Regions from separate parts of the Mus musculus genome. Here region 2 is linked to region 1. A link is a contact called in public Hi-C data. All regions are on one chromosome and are shown on one strand. The core of a region is the stretch at or near the end of the contact, and the rest is flanking DNA. Distances in the headings are between cores, read along the strand shown.

Evidence for each region. Hi-C and Micro-C count contacts between places; a contact is called where the count stands out from the background.
Region 2: a Hi-C map of cortical neurons shows a contact between it and region 1, with 4 times the contacts expected there. The contact joins two enhancer-like sites. A contact is called at or near these places in 45 of 484 Hi-C or Micro-C datasets (the 3T3-L1 cell line, the AML12 cell line, the AtT-20 cell line and 28 more) and 2 of 115 datasets of contacts at active chromatin or transcription factors (SST interneurons and astrocytes).

The regions. Positions count from the first base shown.
Region 1 is chr7:56,301,595-56,308,288 of GRCm38.p6, reverse strand. The region is part of intron 9 of Oca2 (oculocutaneous albinism II); the gene reads right to left. Among named protein-coding and RNA genes, the nearest start is that of Oca2, 65 kb to the right of the region's middle. Within about 2 kb of position 3,683, at least 5 of the 459 cell types and tissues checked have an H3K27ac peak or open chromatin away from gene starts, as enhancers often do. A contact at or near this core is called in cortical neurons, where this site is marked.
Region 2 is chr7:57,469,957-57,476,461 of GRCm38.p6, reverse strand. All of the region lies in intron 6 of Gabra5 (gamma-aminobutyric acid (GABA) A receptor, subunit alpha 5), which reads left to right. Among named protein-coding and RNA genes, the nearest start is that of Gabra5, 37 kb to the left of the region's middle. Within about 2 kb of position 2,116, at least 8 of the 459 cell types and tissues checked have an H3K27ac peak or open chromatin away from gene starts, as enhancers often do. A contact at or near this core is called in cortical neurons, where this site is marked.

The DNA of each region.
Region 1 (6,694 bases), core at 2,434-4,933:
AGGCAGATGTGGCAGCAACCATAAAGATGGTGGCTGAGGTAGAAGTGGTAACTACAGCAGTAATGGTGACTTGAGTGCAGCTGAAGGCCAGAGAGCAGCCATTATGGAAAGAAGGAGCAGAAACATCAGGAAAACAGGGGCTGATAGAGTCACAGCAATGGTAAGAGAAGGAGGAACACTGAAGCTAAAGAAGGAAAGAAGGCTGTGAAGAGACAGAGAAGAGAAGGGGTGGCCTCTGGTTACTAAGAGTTCTTAGGAGAGGCCAAGCATGAAGGGCTAAAGGCTAGAGAACTGTACTATAGGCCACTGTCAGAGGCTGAGAGTCCTGACAGTGCAAGACCTAAAAGCTCTAACCTTGGATGTCCAAGACGCTACCATTGGTTGATGTAGAACTGAGGGTCCCAGAATTCAAGTCTCATTTTAGATCGGTATTGGTTGCTTGCTGCTGTTTGCTGCTGACCCTGACTCCTGTTGAAAGCTAAGGACTACAATAGCTGTAAAGTTCCCAGGAATGCTAGGATTATAGCCTCATCCCTAAGCCTCCGTGTATCTCATACAGAGCTGGAAACATCTCCTAAAGACTTGAATTGTTGTCTGATGCCTTTAGTTGTTGAGAGCCATACCAAACCAAAGCTTTCACAGAGGTCTTGGTGAAAGGACAAAAAAGAGCCTAGTTCTGGGTCCTTGCCCAAAGGCAGACTTATCAAGAGCCAGTCTGAAGCTGGGACCAGGACCTCAAAGATATTAAGGTTCCTGTGAATTTTTCTTTCCCCCCTGAAGAGACTAGCATTATCAGTCCCAAAACCATGTGCTCTGTCTCTAAGGCCCGGGAGATATTCTGTATTCTCTTTGAGCAACATTGCTTGATGCAATTTATGCTGGCTTGATCCCATTCCTCCCATTAAAACTGTACATAAGATGCTGTGCTTCTTAATAAACTTATTTGGTATCCGTTATAGCTTATGCAAGACTTCCTATGTTAAGCCCCAAACTTTCCTATCCTCTTATATCCTCATCTCTTGGTCGCCATCCCCTTAGGACCTGATCACTAAAGAACATCCCATGGATCCAGGTTATTTCGCCTTAGAGATCAGAGCTGTAAGCCTAATGTTAGTACAGTCCCTAGGCTTTGGCAACCAAAATCCTTTGACTGTCAGCACTGGAAGACCATCTCCTCACCTACTATCAGGTATACCCTAGTACAAAAGGATCATAGTAACAGTGCTTTTCTGAGAGCTGCAGGCCTCATATGTAGTACTTATATGAATGTAATATCAGCTATGCTAAAGCATAAATACATAAATATACCCCCTACAAATCCCGAGGGTGGAGAGAGTTGGACGTGCCATGAATCTGCCTTCGTGTCTCTGTAGCACTGTCCTTTATGTGAGAACAACTCTGCAGACCTAAAAACCCTGCATCCTATGCAGAGCAGAGCCTGGAAAGCTACAGCAAAGTCAATAGTATGCCATTGAAAGACATTGCCTGATATACTAAAATATGAAGTGATCCAAAGCAGAGTGCTACAGAGGTTTAAAAAAAATCAATAAAATATGTGACAAAGGCCTTAAGGCATAACTGAAGACCTTGAACAGCTAGTGGACGAAATAAGAAGACAATATATGGCTTCTACATTATAAAGAGAGGGACTCACCTGCTACATTAAAGAGGGCAGATGTGCCTAAGGAGCTTGGGTAATTGCACCATACACATGAGTCCATGTAGGAACATAGAACTGTAATGCTCTGAGAGGAATTCTGAAAAACTGGACTCGGGGGTATTGGGTATAGGGGCTTTAAAATGAGGGAGGGAGGAATTGGGGTTAGTGTCTAGAATGTGGGATTCTGACTAATAGAGATCAGGCACTGGACCATGAAACTGAATGACTAGGGTACTCAGTTCTGGAACATGGGACTCAGAGTGATGATGGAGTTTGCCTGCTGTAACATGGTCCTGGGAGGGGTTGGGGCTGACATTGTTGTAAGGGATTGAGATGAGTGCTCGAATATTGAACTGTGGGGAATAGTAGTAGTTCTAGACCACAGAACTGTGACAGATACTGGTGGTTTCTAGAACTTGGAACTATGATGGATACTGGTAGATTCTAGAACATGGAACTATGAGGGGTATGAGTGGGTGCTAAAAAACATGGAGCTGGAAAAGCTAAGAGGAAGGTTCCAGAACCTGTAAATGGCTAGGCAGTTTCTGTAACAGTTGTCTTTGGAGTGTGGGGTTGCCTCATAAGACCCTAATTACCTTCCCCGGGCCTCTTCTCTCCAAAGCACTTGTATTAGGTTGCAGCCACATGGAATCCCTAGTCCATTGTGTCTGTCACTTCTAGAGGCTGCTTTTCTGCCCTAATGTGTGGTAACTCAGTCACAAAAGAACACGCATGGTATGTACTCACTGACAAGTAGATATAAGCCCAAAAGTTCAGAATATCCAAGATTCAATTCACAGACCATATGAAGTCCAAGAAGAAAAAAGACCAAAATGTGGATGACAAATACAGAGGCAAATGCTCGCACCAACAGCATTGGAGAAGGGATTGAAGGAGATGAGGGGGATTGCAGCCCCATAGAGGGAACAACAGCGTCAACCGGCCAGGCCACCCTCTGGAACTCCCAGCAACTGTACCACAAACCAAAGAGTACACATGGAGGGACCCATTGCTCCAGCTGCATATGTGGCAAAGGATGGCCTTATTAGACATCAGTGGGAGGAGAGGCCCTTGGGCCTGAGGGGGTTCCATGCTCCAGTGTAGGGAAATGCCAGGGAGAGAAGATAGAAGGGGGGCACCCTCATAGAGGCAGGGAGGGGAGGGGATGGGGGTTTCTGAAAAGGAGACCTGGAAAAGGGAAAACATTTGAAATGTAAATAAGGAAAATATCCAATAAAAAAAGGCATGTGCCACAAAAAAAGAAAGAGAGAGAGAAAGAGAGAGAGAGAGGAAAGGAAAGGAAAGGAAAGGAAAGGAAAGGAAAGGAAAGGAAAGGAAAGGAAAGGAAAGGAAAGGAAAGGAAAGGAAAGGAAAGGAAAGGAAAGGAAAGGAAAGGAAAGGAAAGGAAAGGAAAGGAAAAATACAAGTACATGATTTCCCTCTTCCCTCAAACCTCTTACATGTCCCCTATCTTCCATGTTCTCTCTCAAACTCATGGCCTCCTTTTCTTTAATTATCATTACTACATACACACACACACACACACACTCACATTCCAATCTTCTGAGTCTATGTTGCTTGTATGTATATGTTTTGGAAGTGACCGTTTGGTATTGAAAAGCCAGCTCAGATCTAGCTCGATTCTTCTGAGTTCTGAACTTCAACTTTGGGGATGCAAACAAGAGCAAATGCAATAGCTTAGATTGCTTGCCCTGACCATGCCTGGTACTGGGGATTTCATAAGACAGTGTATGAGTCTTGGGGAAAGCACTGCCACTCCAAGTAGCCTAACTTCATTTAACATATGCATATGTATGTATGTACATATGTCTGCATATTTCTTTTTTATTTAGTATATATGATAGGCATGTATTATATATCTCATATACAATTTGGGTAAGTATGAAATAGCAAGATTCCTTGTAGATTTTTCAAAGTTGAGGGAGCTAAAGCCTCTCCCCCACTTCCCTCTTTATATCATTTGACTCGTGCTGTTCCTCTCTCAAGAGCCCACTCCACAATCCTATTTAACATTCCTGGTTTCTATGGTTACTATGGTTATATGCTCACATCTAAAGATCTGGAGCTAGGAACCACAAATTAGAGAACATGTGGCACTTGAATCTCTGGGTCATCTTACTAAAAATATTTTCTAGTTACATTCACTTATGAGCAAACTTCATGATTTCATTTTTTCTTTACAGCTGAATAGGCTGCCTGTAATAGTCTCCATATGTTACAAAGAGAAGCTTCTTGATAAGGAATGAAAGCCACACTTACTTACAGATAGAAGAGTACGTTTCTATACATTATCCCATTGTATAATTGTACAGCATTTTTTACTCAGTCATCAGTTGAAGAACATGTAAGGTCATTCATTTTCTGGCTATTGTTAATAGGATGGCAATGACCATTAACTAAGCAAGTATTTATGAAATAGGACATGAGTCCTCTGAAAATATGCCATCTTGTGGTGTAACTGAGTTGAATAATTAATCTTTTTTTAGTTTATTGAGATTTTCCACACTGATATCCACAGTGGCTACACCAGTTTGCAATCTCACCAAGAGTTAATGAGGGTTCCCTTTCTCCATATCCTTGCTGACACTTGTCAGTTGTTTTCCTGAAGTTGACCATTGTGACTAGAAGAGGGAATTTCAAAGTAGTTTTAAATTTCATTTCCCTAATTATTAAGGATGTTGAATACTTTTTGAGATATTTCTTGGTCATTTTTGTTCCTTCTTTGGGGGAAACTATGTTCAGAGACAAGTTCGTTTTTAATTTGGGTGGTTTGTTTTGTTGACTTTTTTTTCTTTTTTTCTTTTCTTTTCTTTTTTTTCTCTTTATATATTCTAGATATTAATCCCCTATTAAATATATACCTGGCAAAGATTTTTTTCTCTGGGCTTCTTCCTTACCTGATTAATTGATTTGTTGTACAAACTCTTTTTACTTTCATGAGATCCTGTTTGTTCACTATTGGTGTAAACAATGGTTCAGACAAATTAAGTCCCAGTCAGAAAGCTCTTTTCTATACCCATCCCTTGTAGGATACCACCTATGTTTCCTTTAGCAGTTTTGACATTGTGAGAGGCACACTAAGCTTTCTGACCCATTTGAAGTTGATTTTGTGTAAAGTATGGATTTCCAATTTTTCCAGCACTATTTATTTGAGGATGCTGTCTTTCTTCAGTGTATGTTTTTTGGCAACATTGTTAAATATTAGACAGCTGCTTATTTTTCTGTTCTGCTATCTTGTTCCATTGGTCTACATGTCTGTTTCCATGCTAATACTATACTGTTTTTTTATCTCTTGAAATCTAGAATAGTAATTCTACAAACATTGTTCTTTTTGCTTAGGATTGCTTTGGCTATCTATGATCTTTTGTGGTTCCATATGAATTTTAGAATCTTTTTTCTATTTCTGTGAATAAAGTTGTGAGGATTTTTTGTTATTGAGATTACATAGAAGCTATAAATTACTTTTTATAGAATGGCTACTTTTCATGATATTAATTCTATCAATCAATGTACAGCAGAGGGCTTTCAAAATGCTAGACACTTCCTCAATCTCTATCTTCAGAGATTTAAACTTTTCATTGTAGAGGTCTTAGGTTTACTTCTAGATGTTTTCCTTTCTTTGGGAATAGTATGCATTTTAGTGTGTCCATGATTACTTCTCAGCATGTCTGTTGTAATACATACAAGGACTATTGATTTTGTATTCTACCACTTTAATAAAAGTGTCCACCATTTCTAGAAGTCTGGTACCATTTTTGGAATCTCTTCTATATAATATCACACCATATACAATTACGAATAATTTGACTTTTTGCTATTTGTACTCCTTTAATTTTCTTCTCGTATTGCTTTATTCCAGATTATGTTTCAAGTACTATATTGAAAAAGAGTAGAGACAGTGGATACCCCTTTCTCATTTCTGATTTTAATGTTGCTTCAAGATTTCTCCACTTAGGATAATGATGGGTGTGAGTTTGTAATATATAGCCTTCATTATGCTGAGGTATAATAGCTTGGTGAACATGATTTCTTTTAGCCCATTTGTGTCATGGAAAGTTTTTATCTCTCCTTCAACTATGGCAAATAGTTTTACTGCTTCTGGTAATCTAGGTTGGCACTCGTGATATTTTAGAACTTGGAGTGTGTTGTTCCTGGCTCATATAGCTTTAGGGTTTCTATTTTGAAAAAAAGAAAAGTTGCTGCTCTGACAGATTTGCCTTGTATGTGATGTGTATGGTTTTTCCTATCAGAGCTTCCAATACTCTTGCTTTATCCCGTGTATTCAGTGCTTTAGCTATGATATGCAAAAGAGGGTTTTTTTTTTTTATCTTGTCTGTCTGGTGTTCTGTGTGCTTCTTGTATCTGTATGAGTATTGCTTTCTTTAGTTTGGGGAAATTTTCTTCTTTGATTAGTGACCTGAGATTCTTCTCCTTCACTCATGCCTATAATTTGAAGAATTTGGTCTTTTCACAATGCCCTGTCATTCCTGCATAGCCTTTTTCTAGGTCTTTTTTTTTTTTCATTTTCTTTGCTTGAATGGTCTAGTTCCTCTACTTTATCTTTGAGTCCTGATATTCTTGTCTTCTGCTTGATCCATTCTTCTGCTTGTAAGGCTTGCCCTGGGTTTTTTTAATTGGGTTGTCGAGCTTTTCAACCACACCTTCATTTCATCTTGAGTTTTCTTCAGTATTTCTACATCCTTACTGAATTCAGTTTTCAAGTCCTGGGTTGTTTTGTCATTTCCTTCAACCTAGATCTGTGTTTCCTGGGCGTCTCTCAGGCATTTATTCTCTTTAACTTTCTTGATCTTTTTCTTTGTGTCATCCTTAAACTTCTTAATTCTGTGATTATGTTTATGATTGTCTTTTTACGTTCCTGATCTTGCGGGGCGGGGGCTCAACTAGGTATTTCTCTCCTGAAAAACATTTCTACAAGACTGATAGATTTTGTAAGGGATGTGCTTATTATCTTAATCTTCCATGGTGTTTGTGGTTTTGCAATGAGACCTGGGC
Region 2 (6,505 bases), core at 867-3,366, 1.2 Mb before region 1:
GTGCCTAACATGTATGGTGAGGTAAATTTCTTGGTGGCAACAATAAGATCGATCCTGTTCACTGATGCAGTCTGCTGGTCTGTGTGTCTATTTTTTTTTTATCTAATTGAGACTGTTAATATTAAGAATTACTTTGAATGATGTCTCTTAATTCTTGTCAACTTATCATTTTGTGATGTGTTCTTAGACCTCTTCCATGAACTCTAATTTATGCTTGTGATCTATTTCTCTTTGTCTTCAGACACAAGTAGCCACAAGTTTCTTTACCTATTGCTATCATGAAAGGTTTTCATTTTAACCTTCAATTTTAACAGTTAGTTTTTGCAGAGAAAAATAATTGAGTTAATAATGGTGGTCTTCCAGAACTTGGAATACATCATTTCAGGCCCTTTCGGCTTTGTATTTTTTGTCTATTAATCATTTCATTAGATACTATCATTTTGGAAGTAACAATTTGTGAAGATGATATGATGTCTTTGTTTCTTATGAAGTTTGTCTTCTGTACTGGGACTTGTAATTGTAGAACTAGTTCATTGGTTGAGTTTTTCTTTTAGATTTTTATTAGGAAATGGTAAGTCCTCTTTCTCCTTTCAGTGGTGGGTTTTGTAGGATTAAGTGGGAAAATAAGTCCCAGTAGGGATGATAGATTGTTTCTGTCTGTGGAACTGGTGTTTAGGGTTGGAGTTTCTATTTTGCTTTATTAGGTCTTTGAGGTTTTATTTTCATCTTCATTCTATTATCTTCTGACTGATTTTCCTTATTTCTTAGTGCCTACTACCTTAAGTTCAGCTTATATATTTTAATACTACCTTGGTGTGTATTATAAATAATTTACTTGTGATCTTTCTGGTTTTTATTTTGCTCTACTTTTAAAAATAGCTTTTCACTGTATGTGTGTAAACTAAAGTCCACCTTCCTGGCTCGACCTTTCTACTGCTGGAGTTATAAGTACAGAATCCCATGTTCTCCCTTACACCTGACTTTCATTGTAGGCGTTCATAGCTATAAACTTAGTTTTTACTATTCCCATCAATTTGTCATTAAAAAGTTCTAATAAGTTGAACTTTCAGTTAAATTTATTTCTAGGAAGTTTTTCATTTCCTTCTTCACTTTTTCTATGATTCACATGTCACCAAACAGTGTATTACTAAATCTGTAAGTAGTCATACAGTTTCTGAAAACACACATAGACAGACAGGCAAATGCACAAACATAAAAATATACAAATGTATAAAGATACACAGACACACAAACATACAAATAGACACAAACACAAAACCACACAGAAACACAAATATATGATTCTTGTTTTCTTTGCAAATCTGCTCAATGATTAGTTTCTTCCAGTTATGTGAAGATTTGAGCTTATATTTGATGAAAACAATGTGAAAACAAAGGAATTCTAAGAATGCAACTCTCACATATATATATTTCTTGTTCTGAAAAATAAGTCTAGAATCCTTCTGGGTGTCCTGTGATTCCATAGTCAATGCATCCATTCAGTGTAGCCCATCAGTGCTTTGGGCATTTGAGAAGATGCACAATTGCACTGTTCTTACCTGTTTGTCTGCCTAGACTCACCCCATCTCCAAGGCTATGGATCATCTCAGCTTAATGTGTTGCTCTTGTCTGGCTGCTATCATGGCATTCCCTGCCTATTGAGGATCTTCTTAAACATAGGACTGCAACCTCCTCGAGGTTCTAGGGAATGTCTAGTGGGAAAGAAGGTGGTCAGTGCTGGGTCTCAAGCTCGTCAGGGTTTCAGCTTCAGTCTTTTAGTCCCAGCTTCAGAAGAAAATTCCCTGGCAGACAGTTATGCCTGAATAGAAGGAACCATCTGAGCTGGTCTCTTACTAATTCACAGAACCTTATATGGTTCTCTTTTGCACGAGGTGTTTCAGAAATAAAAACTCATGGTGGAATTTGTGATAGCATTATCTCCATCCATAGAAAAGGTAAGCAGATCATGATGAACTATAGGGACACATTTATCTAGGAAAGCCAACAGCCCACCTGCCTGTTCTATATAAATCCCAAGAAACTTGGGTAGTGCTCTCTAGTTAGACAACAGGGCTGAAAATCACAGCCACTAGATGGTGCCATGAATACATACATGGAGGGGAAAGTAGGCCAGCTTGAGGAGCCAGATGCTGAGTTAGCAGCACTGCAGCAGGTTTCACTGAAGGGCTTTCAGGGGAAATAAGATGCTAGGATTCTGGAGAGCACCTGAGGGAGCCAGCCTTGGTCATCACTGGTTCACTGGTGTGCAACTGGACTGTGCCTGCTTTCTAGGCAGTGGCAACACCAGAGTTCTGTGTCAAGGTCAAAGGTTGCTGAAAAGTCCTAACCTCCCATACTGTAGAAAAACACAAAGAATCCGGCCTCATGAATTTAACAAATTAAGGATGTGGCTAGGCATTTTAGTTGTTAGAAATTGATGAGTATATGTCATGCACAGCGCTATCTGCATTCCATCCATGCCTCCTGAGCCTGAGATGACCTATAAATGTCAGCCAAATGATCGATGGGAGGAGTGGCTGGGAGATTTTGAAATTTACCTGAAAATGACTAAGCATGCCCTTGGTGCTGATGAAGAGGTATGTTGCAGAGTCGGACATGCCTCCTTTCCTGTTCCTTAAAAAAATTCAAATCTCAAGGTTTTTTTTTAATTGGTTTTTCCTAGATGCACTACAGACCAGCCTTCTATAGCATTTATAAAGTAAAGATGGGATTAGATGGCTTGGTGGTTAACAGAGTGTCTTACTCTGGCTGAGAACCAGAGTTGGTTCATAATATCTACAATAGACAGCTGATAATCTCATGTAGCTCCAGCCTTGGAGAATCTGAGGCCATCTTTTAGCCTAGGAGAGTACATACAGGCTAGAACACATACCCATCACTCACCCCTGTGCCCCCCCAACACACACACTTTTAAAAGAGTAAAGTCAAATTATGAATCTTGAGAAACTAAAGAAAACTGAATTCAGTGGTTCTGCTCTCCAGTGTATTTACCACATGTGGTGATTTGAATATGCTTGGCCCTGGGAGTGCCACTATTAGGAAGAATGGCCTTGTTAGAGTAGGCATAGGCTTATTGAATACAATCTGTCACTGTGAAGGTGGGCTTTGAGGTTCTATGCTCAAGCCCCACCCAGTGTGGAATAGAGAGTATCTCTCCTGGTTGCCTTCAGATCAAGATGTATAACTCTTGGCTCCTCCAGCATCATGTCTGCCTGCATGATTCCATGCTCCCACCGTGATATTAATTGACTGAATCTCTGAAACTTTAAGCCAGCCCCAATTAAATGTTGTCCTTATAAACGTTGCTTTGGGACATGGTGTCTCTTCACAGCAACAAGACACTGAATAAGACACCACATTTCAAGCAGCCAGTTGCTAACTGTGAACAGAACTAGGCACTTTAGGCTAATTCATGTCACTCTACCAAGATCTATTGGAAATTCAGGCAGATTTGAGAGTCAAGTCCTGATCATGGCCATACACACATGTCACAGGCAGTAGTCTCAGTGGCTTTGTGCTAGTCATATGAGCATACAAAAAGCCATACATCTGAGATTCAAAGGGAGTTTTAGAGTTTTTAGATCAAGGTGTCGTCTTAGAGTATTTTGAGGAACATTAAAGCTTTGATACTACATTCTGTTAACATGAAGGGGTTTTTCTAAAGCATTTCAAACATGAATATCCGAATGAACTGTGAGTACATTCATAGACATCTAGCAGAAGAATAATACATGGCTAATTTTGATAATTGAAGTTTGATTTCTTTCCACCATAAGCTAAGTTTTTCCACAGTATCCCACACAGTGTTGTTAGTAAGGCCAGTCAATGATCATGGGTTGTTTCCCTCTGATAGTACTCAAAAACATTAAGAAGAACATAGGAGAAGAGGATTGCCCTTTGAATTGGCAGAGGCCAGCAACAGCCTTCTGTGTAAGCTGTCTGATACCAGGTCCAAGAGAAGACATGGCCTTCAATACTTAAGAGAAGGCTAATCATGGTTATCCAGAACTCTGCACCTTTGAGATATGTACAGGCCAGGCTGGTGAGAGAGAGCATCAACACTCACTGGGATTGAAGCAAAGAACCTGCTGTTTTGTGGAGATAGTGTCCTGTGGGATCACCATCCAAAGGGCAGACATTGGGGGTGATGCATCCAGACAAGAGAAGAGGATAGGCTCCAGGGATGTGGGAGAAAGGGACCATGTCTTCTCTTTGAGGAGCTAACAAATTTGGTAAAGAGGTGAAGCGGTCAGTGTATCAGAAGGTGTTAAAATTAATGCTGGCTTCAAAATGTTATCATTCCCAAAGGAAGTACCTGGAAAGGGGGAAAGGGATAAGCAAGGACATATGAAAGCTACCAGGCTTTCACAGCAAATGACAGAAATTCTGCTCTAAATTTTATGTAGGTTGTCTTTGGGACAGCTAAATGAAACTGTCTGGCACAGGGAAAAGTACATCCCAAGTAACATTTGTGTTTGACTTCACAGAGAGTGCACTGTAAGACATTTCCCTAGATACTGACCTACAGAGACTGAGCCCCAGCAATGGGGGAGGGTGGTCATAGGTCCTTTGGGTAGCTACATGTGATAAGTGACAAGTGCTAGCCATTCCAAGCAAGGTTGAGTGAAGACCTGTCTGAGGAGTATGCCTATGTCCACTGTGTGCCATCAGCTCAAAGTACGCAACCTGTTCTACACAGCTCTGAAACCTAAAATGCTCAGAAAACTGGAAGGAAGCCCTTCTGTTAACCTTCTCTGTTCTGTGCTTTGATGGTGCACAATTGAGCTTAGAACACACTGAGGATGGCTAGAATAGGAGATCTTGAGTGTGTGAGTATATGGGTAGATAGGTAAGTATGTATGGGTGTGGGGGTGTGTAGGAGAGTGAGTAGTGTGGTATATAAGCATTTGCTGTATGGAATTTGATATATTTTTGGTAGGAAGTATGGCAGTGTGTAGGCAGGCATGCTGGTGGAGGAGCCAAGAGTTCTACATCTTGATCTGAAGGCAGCAGAAGGAGACTATTCTGCCAGCAGCCAGGACCAGTGTCTGATTCCACTGGGCAGAGCTTAGGCATAGGAGACCTCAAAACCCACTCGCATAGTGACACACTTCCTCTAACAAGGCCACACCTCCTAATATTGCCATTCCCAATGGGCCAAGCATCCAAACACATGAATCTATGGGGACCAAACCTATTCAAATAGCCACGTATGGTATGGCTTACAACTTTGTAAGAGTATGCGACTCTTTGTATGCATACTGTGCACTGGGGGAGTGGACTTTCATCTCCTGAGGCAGATATCCATTTGAGCTGCTTGGTCTATCTGTCAGTTCATGTTAAAAAACATAGTAGTTCCCTGGGCCACTGGTTTATCTGCTTCTCGATCCTGTTGTTGCTGCCTCAGCCCTTTACATCCACCCTTTCCTTGCTCCCTGATACTTGCTCCATCCATTTAGTCACATCACAGTGTTTCACGCTGAGCATGTCTGGGAGCAGCTGCCTGCCCAGCTGTCAGATCACAGTGATGGAGGGGGCATGCTGAGGATGCAGTAATGAGTGAGGGACAGCATGAGTTCATATAGAGACAGCAAGGCTGAAATGAACAATGGCAGGAGGATACAACTACCAGGGTGTTCTCAACATAGGGACCAGCAAGTCTAGAAGTATATACAACCTACGGAATGAATATGCAGTCACATGAATTGTTTACCTGAGAATGTTGCTAAGAAGAGGGACAAGAAGGGATGAGAAATGGGACATAGTATATAGATAGAGTAACTCAGCCTATAAACAGGTGACAATAGGTAGTAAAAATCAATTCAGGGAACCCTGTGTGAAGAGGATTGATTATAAGATACATACAAGGGCTACTCCTAAGCCAGGCATGTCCTAATGACCAACTCTTTTCCCTCAGAATTCTATGGCATAGTATAACTGCAAGCAGTCATGAGGACAGAGGGTAGAGCACAGAAACAGAATGGAGAGCTCCTACTCCAGACAGCCATGTACAGGTTCTCTTAACCTGTGGCCCCACTTAGACTTTTCAAAAGCTCCTTTTACCTAGAGGCACACATACTCTACAACAATGCATGCTATTGGGGAAAATAATCAAAACAAAACCTACTGAGGAGTGATCCATGGGTAATGACATACACTTCGCTCTGAGTCTATGAATGATTTTACCTCCTTATTTGTGGTGTTGTGGATGGAACTTAGGGCTATAGGCATTGCAAGAAAGTGCTTTGTCCTGGAGTCTCTCCAGCTCTTAACACTCGTCTCCTTATAGAGAAGCTAGGGAGTGTTTGGAACATTCACCTCTCCCAACAGACTAGGACTATGGTATCTTTGTCTCATCACTACACAAGTGACATGAGCCCTTGTTCACCATTTTCATTCTTAAGATTCCGATGACATTGGACCATTAGGGAGATGGTGCAGGTGCATCGATAGAGACTCCTAGATACCTTCTATGTAAAGAAAT